Regions from separate parts of the Mus musculus genome. Here region 1 is linked to region 2. A link is a contact called in public Hi-C data. All regions are on one chromosome and are shown on one strand. The core of a region is the stretch at or near the end of the contact, and the rest is flanking DNA. Distances in the headings are between cores, read along the strand shown. Region 1 overlaps Btrc (beta-transducin repeat containing protein). Region 2 has its middle 4.6 kb from the start of Gm29595.

Region 1 (3,976 bases), core at 707-3,206, 170 kb before region 2:
AACAGTATATTAGAGAAGCCTGTTAACATGTAGTTTAAAACTCAGAAGAAACTGTGAACAGCTGAAATGCCTTATAAATAGCACAGACCCAGAGGAAGTGCAAACGTCTGCACTGTGAATTGTAGATCTTAATTACCGACAATGGCTGGTACAGCAAGTAGCACGGAAAAAAAGTGAAACAGTTGCACTGTTCATGGTTGGCAATAATTCTTCAGGAAAATATTTACTATCAATCAGTTATGAGAAAAGGGACTCTGTGCTCGTAAAACAGCACGTTGCTTCTCATACCAGGACCATTTTGCTTCAGCATAATCTGAATTTAAACAGCTTGTTTCCTGCGGATATAATTTTGGAAATAAATAAAACAAGTCTTCTATCAAAATCTGGAGTGAGTGGGAAGGAACATCACATTTTTCTGTCTCGGTTTCAAACAGATTATTATCTCAAATAAAAGCCAGTAATAACAAAATAACAACAACAACAACAACAGATACAGAATGTATACAAGACCACCGAATGGGCTTATTCCAAACAAAGACAGAACTACCCCTGTCTAGGCCAGGAATCAAGGTAGAAGTATTTGAACAACTCAATTTTAACTATACATGTTTATGGAACGGGTGTGGGATATAAAGGTAAATTATGGAAAAGCCTCAAACCAAAATTTTCTGTGGTACATCAATAAAGTCAATAGAAAGATAACATAAAAATTAATGTTCTTAGTTTTCTTTCATAATTAAAAAACATGAAGGTTGACAATTAGGTACGATGTGATTATAGATTTGAGAGACTGAGTTGACAGTAATGACTGTCCATTTAAAGCTACAATAAATACAGAGCTCATCATCTCCAGACGAGTGTCCTAACTCCAGCACTGTGAGCAGACAGAAGGCTCTAAACTCAACGAGCTAGGCACGGTGGGGCACCCCTCTAATCCCAGCACAGGTGGGTTTCTGTGGGTTCAAGGCCAGAATGGTTCGCACAGCCAGGGTTACCCGAGACAAACAGACAGACAGACAGAAAAAGTAAACTATATACAAGACACTTCATGGCTTCAAATATTATCCGGAGCACTCCCCACTTTTAGTTTTAAATATTTTCTTGACCCTTTTTCCGGCAAGCTAAGATTCAGGAGACTGCTGTGAAGGTAACTTATGAAACAGCTGTGCTTTCTTACATTTTATAGCAAATTAAGGGGAGTGCCCTTTCCATACGGAAACTGCAAAACTAGAGTACCCAACAGAGGAGAGCTATATACAAAATAAGGTTCGTTTCTGCTTTTGAGAAGAACCAATACCTTCTGTAAAATGCAAACAAGCAATATTTAATAAAAAGGCTATAATTAGTACTTATACCTAAACCAAAATATGGACCTGCAGGCCACACTGGAGCACAATCTGAATCAGTAGCAGACAAACCATTACTAAGAAGTAAAGGTGAGGAAAAAGAAATAAAAAATGTTTAAAGATCCACAAACATAACTTTGAGTCATTTCTTTCAAGGGTCAAGCAGTAACTGAGGCCCAGAGAGACAGCATGAAATCACGAGACAGACAGAGCATGTTTAGCAGGGAGAGAGGACAACTCTCATTGGGGCCATGCTATTGTACTGTGGTAAACATTTTTTTCAGTTATGTATTTTTATCTGACAATCTGTCTCAAATCTGAAGCAATGAACTAGAAGACAGGATGTGGGCCAATAAGGAGAAGCAGGAAGTTGGTTGTGTTCCAACTGGAAATTATAGAAATCATTATTCAATTAGAGTGGTTAAGGGGACAATGAGAGAAAATAGGTGTCAGAATAATGTTAAGACAGGCAGGAATGGGAGGAGAAGGTCACCATCTGGGAGCAAGGAGACAGACATGATGAGCAGCAATGAGCAAACATTTCCTCACTCAAGAGCACGGAAGAAATTACACCACTGTGCCAGATGCCAGAAGATTTCTAACTGCACTACTCAAGTAGAGGGTAGAAAAAGAAACAACCCCACCCCCACACGGTAGAGACACACAGCAACGCGGCTAAGGAGTTCAGAAACACTGGCTTACCAAGTAGAGAAAAACAAAAGGAACAGATGCTCAGTTGGCCAGCTCTCAAGGAAACTCATTAAATTGTCGCCCTGTCTTTGGGTTGGTGCTCATGTTAAGACTTTGCCTTTGCCTTGTTTAGCAGCAGGAACCCACTTGTGACGAAAGCGAGAGCAGCGTGCACAAGCGTGAAAGCACACTTTCTCCACCCAGTCCCCACCCGGGGTCCAAGTGGCACCTGCAAGCTGTTACTAAGGAACTGAAATTTAAATCTAATTTACATTAATCCTCATTTTTGTAGCAAATTAAGATGTGGACTCAATACACAATTGATGAACCTACCTTTTGCTGCTATAATTTAAAATAAATCTGACATTACTCATATGGCTAATTCCAATGGCTATGTGTAATATGTTTTCAGCTAATAAAGCAGGGTTAAGAGATTACTATATGTTTTAGGAAATAGAATAAAAATTATTATTGCTACTATGTAACAATTTGATTGTGTTCCCCTCTAACCACCTCGTGTATGAGAACAGAGTCCTCAGGAACAGTTAGCAGAAGATCCAGGAGAGCTTGGCACTCCTTCCATCCTGAGACTACTCATAGCAAGGCTCCGTCTACCAAGATGTGAACTTTTAAGTAGACATTGAATCTATTGTCACAATCATATAAAAATTATTTTTATAAGCTACTGTTTATATTTTGTTGTAGTAACCCAAAAGAAATAAGATAGCTTTTCTTGAATTTTATAAGATAGAGTTCACATGATAGAAACAAAGTCTTACCTCTAATAGTAAATAAAAAAGAATAGATTAAGCTGAAATTTGGAAAAAATTGCAAAACAACAAAATCCTAAATGGTAATAAAGATGTTTTTTTTAAGAAAAACAGAAACAATGCCTGTGTACCATGCACATGCAGTGTTTATATTGGCCACAAGATGAAATTGGATCCCCTGAACTGTAGTTACAGATGGTTGTAAAGCCACCATGTGGGTGCTGGGAATTAAACCTGGATCCTGTACAGGATCAACCTGTGATCTTAACTACTGAGCCATCTCTTCAGCTCTGAAGATTTTAATTTGAAATATTATTTTTGTATCTAGAGATATAGCACATATTTATACATGAAAGACTTAGGCCATATGGACAGATAAAAACAGTTTTTCATTCAAAATCAAATGTGACATCTCTTTTGGTTTTGGTTTTTGGAGACAGGGTTTCTCTATGTAGCCCTGGCTGTCCTATAACTTGCTTTGTAGACCAAGCTGGCCTCTGCCTTCCAATGGGCTTAAAGGCATATACAGCTATGCCTGGCCAAGTAACAGTGGCACAACATAACTGGATCTCTGCTCAAGCTGTCAGCGTCAGTCTATCTCCAGAGCACTACGCCCACTCTTAGGGAGGCCAGCCATAGTGGTGCTTGTCTTTAATCTCAGTACTCGAGAGGCAGAGGCAGGCCGATCTTTGAGTTCAAGGCCAGTCTGGTCAACTTCGTGAGCTCTAGAACAGCAACGGCTATGTAGACAAAACAAAACAACTGAACAATAAAAACGAGACAGGAAGGAAGGTACAAAATAAACTGTTCATCATCTTATAATAACTCACTGATCTGTGTAACTGAATAAAAAGATTCTGTTGCAACTCAAGAGAAAGAAAACCCAGCTTTCAGTTCATTCTGTATAAAATAATACCTGCTATATTGTCTTCATAAATATATGGTCTTACGATCACCTGTCGTGACAACACTGAGTAAAGGCACCCACAGGCGCAGCTCTGGGGCAGTGTGCTCTATTAACTGCTGAGCATGGTTACTTACTTTGGCCACACAATTTTCAGTCTTCATAGCAGTGCTTGTTAGACATACTGTCTCTTGGTTTATGCAAAGCCTGGCACAGCTGTTGTAAGTCTGTAGAGACAAATTTCAAGAAAAAAAAAAAAATCACTT
Region 2 (3,916 bases), core at 696-3,195:
ACAGAGAAACTAAACCAGCCAGACTGGCTCTATGCAGGCTGATGTCACATTCGGCCCACAGTGATGAGAGCTGAGAGGTATAAAGAGCGGCAGGAGCTGCAGACAAAAGTGTGTTTTGCGTGGTGGCGCATGCCTTTAATCCCAGCACTGGGCAGAGGCAGGCGGATTTCTGAGTTCGAGGCCAGCCTAGTCTACAAAGTGAGTTCCAGGACAGCCAGAGCTATACAGAGAGACCCTGTCTCCAAAAAAAAAAAAAAAAAAAAAAAAAAAAAAAAAAAAAAGTGTTTTGGCTTGGTTTGCTTATTTATGTAAGAAATCACTGCTCAAGAATGAATGGAAGGGGTTGGGGATATGGCTTAGTGGTTAAGAGCACTGACTGCTCTTCCAAAGGTCCTGAGTTCAAATCCCAGCAACCACATGGTGGCTCACAACCATCTGTAATGAGATCTGACACCCTCTTCTGGAGTGCCTGAAGATTGCTACAATGTACTTGCACATAATAAATAAATAAATCTTTAAAAAAAAAAAAAAAAGAATGAACAGAAGGGGCAGGAGACTAAGTTGAAAACAGGCTAGCTTTCCCAAGGTATCTTTGCACCAGAGAAATGGGCTGCAAGTGTGAAAACTTCAGACCACGCGAGTGGCGAGTGCCTCCATATGGACTCCACAGTGGATAGAGGACCTGAAGGAACCTTGTGCTTATAGCTGGATGGGGCAGTTCCCATGGTCCTCTGCTGCCTCCCCCTGGAGAGGGCAGGAAGGGAGTTCTGCCCTCCTTCCAGCCGGATGCAGCTTGCTTTCTCTTCCTCATACCTGCCCCACCCAGCTCCTGGAGTTCAGACACTGGATTAAGGATCGCCAGAGAAGCAGACATGATTGAGATGAGAGGGCAGAAGGAAAGAAAGGGAAGGAGAGAGGCATTGATTTATTGCTGTGAAGGATTGGCTCACAGATCATGGAAGCTGAGAAGTACCAAGATCTGTCGCTAGGAGCTGTCACAGTAGAGCATAGTCTTAGTCCTGAGAACGACAGGTGGGAGTCCTGGTGGGAGGCTGAACCAGCAATGCCACCTCCTAGGGCAGGAGGACAAGCAGAGCTTGGTCTTCTGCTCTTTGTTCAGTGGATTGGATGCTGCCCCTCACCTGAGTGATGGCAGATCTTCCTTCTAGAAGCCGAATGACCAAAAGTGAACATTCTCCTGGGAACACCCTCACAGACATATCCAGAAATAACATTTTATTTATTTTTTTTTTTGTCACATCACACACACAGACGAGACAGACAGAGAACTTAGATATACCCAGCCTTAATGCTCATATGACAGATCCTGGAGTAGGGACTAGTGGAGGGTGGGGGTTGGAAGGTGGAGTGCACCGTGGGAGGTTGGTATGGATTGGGCAGGGAGAACTCAGTCTAGACACTCGTTCAAAGTCTTAAAAACACTTGAGGAGCAAGAGAGTGGGCAAGCATAAAGAGGGAGACTTATTAAGTAGAGAGTCTGAACAGGGGGCCTCCTAGGGGGGAAAGACAGGGCAAGGAGCTCCTCTCAGAATCCTATAGTCAGGCCTTAACCATCTCTGATCTGAGTGAGGGGTGGGCTGGCTCAGGCCTCCAAGGGCACCCTGAGAAGGAGGCCATGAGAATGGTTCATCTTTCTTCCTGTTGGTCAGTGGATAGGGCAGGCAGAGCCTGGGCTGCAGGTCTTCACTTCCACTTCCTCTTCTGAAGTCTAGAGTCGCTCAGACTCAGTCATTGTCTGATGAAACCACGCTACCACACAGAAGTTCGCTACACGCTCCCAAGTGTGTGAAGGAGATCAGACTAAAACATCTGTACCTCACCCCACATCCAGGACTCAGGGGAAGAAGGGTCAAACCAGTGATGTGGCTTCCTGCCCCTGGCTTGGTGTTCTGAGTCTGGTCTTAGAACCTCTTGTCCTTTGGTAGCATTTAAGGTCAGAGTAGGTGGGAGGGTAGATGCGTTGACCGTGGGAGGCCTGCCTCTGTCCCTATCTTTGCCCTGCCAGTTCTCAGTGCCCTTTGGAAGTTTATAGTCATATAAATCGCAGAGTCCCATACCAGGCTTAGAGCCTGTGACTATAAATAGACATGAAGTAAACAAGGTGGCAGATGCAGGGGCTTGGGACAAGACAGAAAATCTGCCCCTCTTCGCTTGGTCAGGGGCCAAGGCACATCCGTGGAAAGGGATAGCTTCTCTCTTCACCTCTCTTCCCCTGACTGCTGGCTTCTGGCTGCCCATGACTCTGGGCTTCTAGTCCTTTCTCTCTGGGGAATATCATCCAAGGCGATTTTCCGCTCCAAGTCTCCCTACTGGCTTGTTCGGTTTCATCTTGGCAAGTCAAGAGGACGGTGGGGTGTCTCCATTACTCTCACTACCCCCGCCCCAACACTCACATGCTGGCTCCTTCCACCTGCTTCATACTCTGTACCCAGTTCCTCTAACAAGTCTAAAAAGGTGTTGCCCCTGCTAACCACAGCTCTACCACCAGGGGTGCCCGGATTCCTCCTCTGCTCTAACAGCGGAAGGGATGTTAATGCTCTCAGGCAGGCAACTTACTAAGAAAACTGGAGAAAGGAAACACAGAATCTCACTTCCTAGCCAATATTCCTTGCCCAAGTACAGATCATAATAGCACACAGATTTCCTGCCATTGAGATTGACTGACAGCTGCCTTGTTAATTGGAGTTTCTTCCCATCACTCCTGGGCTTTGGCGCTGGATCCCAGGGCAGAGACAATTTAGGTGGCACTGCTTGGTGATTCTAGCCTGCCTTTCTTCAGTCCCACAGCTGGGCTGATTTACTGCTCTGCACTTGTCCTGGTCACAGCAGTTCCTCGACTCCAAGTGTCCCTTGAGAGATTTCAGGCTTCACTCACTTTCAGTACAATTAACTGTCTTTGTCCATCTCAGAAGTCTGAATATTCAGCCCTGAAATAGCTTTACTCCTTCCCAAGTCCAGCTCTCCAAACACTATAGAAATTAGAACAGGCCAGACAGTGGTGGCACACTCCCTTAGTTCCAGAACTTGAGAGGCAGAGGCAGGTGGATCAAGGACAAACCTGGTCTACAGAGCATGTTCCAGGACAACCAGGACTACGAAGAAATTAGAACTGGAATGTAGTATTTTCCTTTTCCAGGTAAAGAACCTAAAAGCAGAGAGGCTCAGTGCCAATCACAGTGAAACAGCTAACAGCATCCTTGATGACAAGGCTCATGCCCAGGCTGGGAGTATTTCTCTGTAAAGCTGGGATCTTTATCCAGACCTTCAACCTCCCAGCTCCTGGCAACTTTCTTTCATCCCGAGAAACAGCATAGCTGCTTTCATGGGTCCCTTATCCTCTGAACCCAGTCTCCCGCCGTCCGTCCACTTAAGCAGGGAAAGGGAAGAGAGGGGTTCTGAGCTTCTGTGAATGTGAATGTATGTTTCTCTGCTTCCAGCTCTTTCCAAAGCCCATTCCCTGAATCATCTGATAGCTTGTTGGGCAGATGATCCTGAATCACATCCTGGAAGTCTATCTTCATAAGGCCTGGAGAAATGGGAGTTATCTCTCCCCTGTGGGACTCCGCTCTTTCTCCTCCAAAATGTCAAGTTCCTAATTTGTTTATTTTTGAGTCAGGATTTTATGTAGTCCAGGCTGGCCCCGAAAGCACTGTGCACCCAAAGATATCCTTGAACTTCTGATCTCCGACCTTCACCTGAGATGAGCAAGTGTGCATTTGTGTTAGTATCCAACCTAGGTCTTCATGTGTGCTAGCCAAGCCCTCTATTAACTAAGTTACAGCCCCAACCCCGAGTTTCCTAATTTGATTGGCACAGAAAAACCAAAACTGCTTTAAAAGTGATAGCACCTGTGTCCTAGATGTGCACACACTCACTGTACATATGCACTGTGCTC

The links. Hi-C and Micro-C count contacts between places; a contact is called where the count stands out from the background.
Region 1: a Hi-C map of the G1E-ER4 cell line shows a contact between it and region 2, with 1.9 times the contacts expected there. The contact joins two enhancer-like sites. A contact is called at or near these places in 4 of 484 Hi-C or Micro-C datasets (the G1E-ER4 cell line, the N1E-115 cell line, liver and 1 more) and 12 of 115 datasets of contacts at active chromatin or transcription factors (the 230-238 cell line, acute myeloid leukemia, a beta-TC-6 cell line and 8 more).

The regions. Positions count from the first base shown.
Region 1 is chr19:45,470,976-45,474,951 of GRCm38.p6, reverse strand. Btrc (beta-transducin repeat containing protein) reads right to left here. Exons shown (of 15, transcript NM_001037758.2): 4 at 3,848-3,937. Among named protein-coding and RNA genes, the nearest start is that of Gm19639, 71 kb to the left of the region's middle. Within about 2 kb of position 1,956, at least 80 of the 459 cell types and tissues checked have an H3K27ac peak or open chromatin away from gene starts, as enhancers often do. A contact at or near this core is called in the G1E-ER4 cell line, where this site is marked.
Region 2 is chr19:45,305,955-45,309,870 of GRCm38.p6, reverse strand. No RefSeq gene overlaps it. Among named protein-coding and RNA genes, the nearest start is that of Gm29595, 4.6 kb to the right of the region's middle. Within about 2 kb of position 1,945, at least 57 of the 459 cell types and tissues checked have an H3K27ac peak or open chromatin away from gene starts, as enhancers often do. A contact at or near this core is called in the G1E-ER4 cell line, where this site is marked.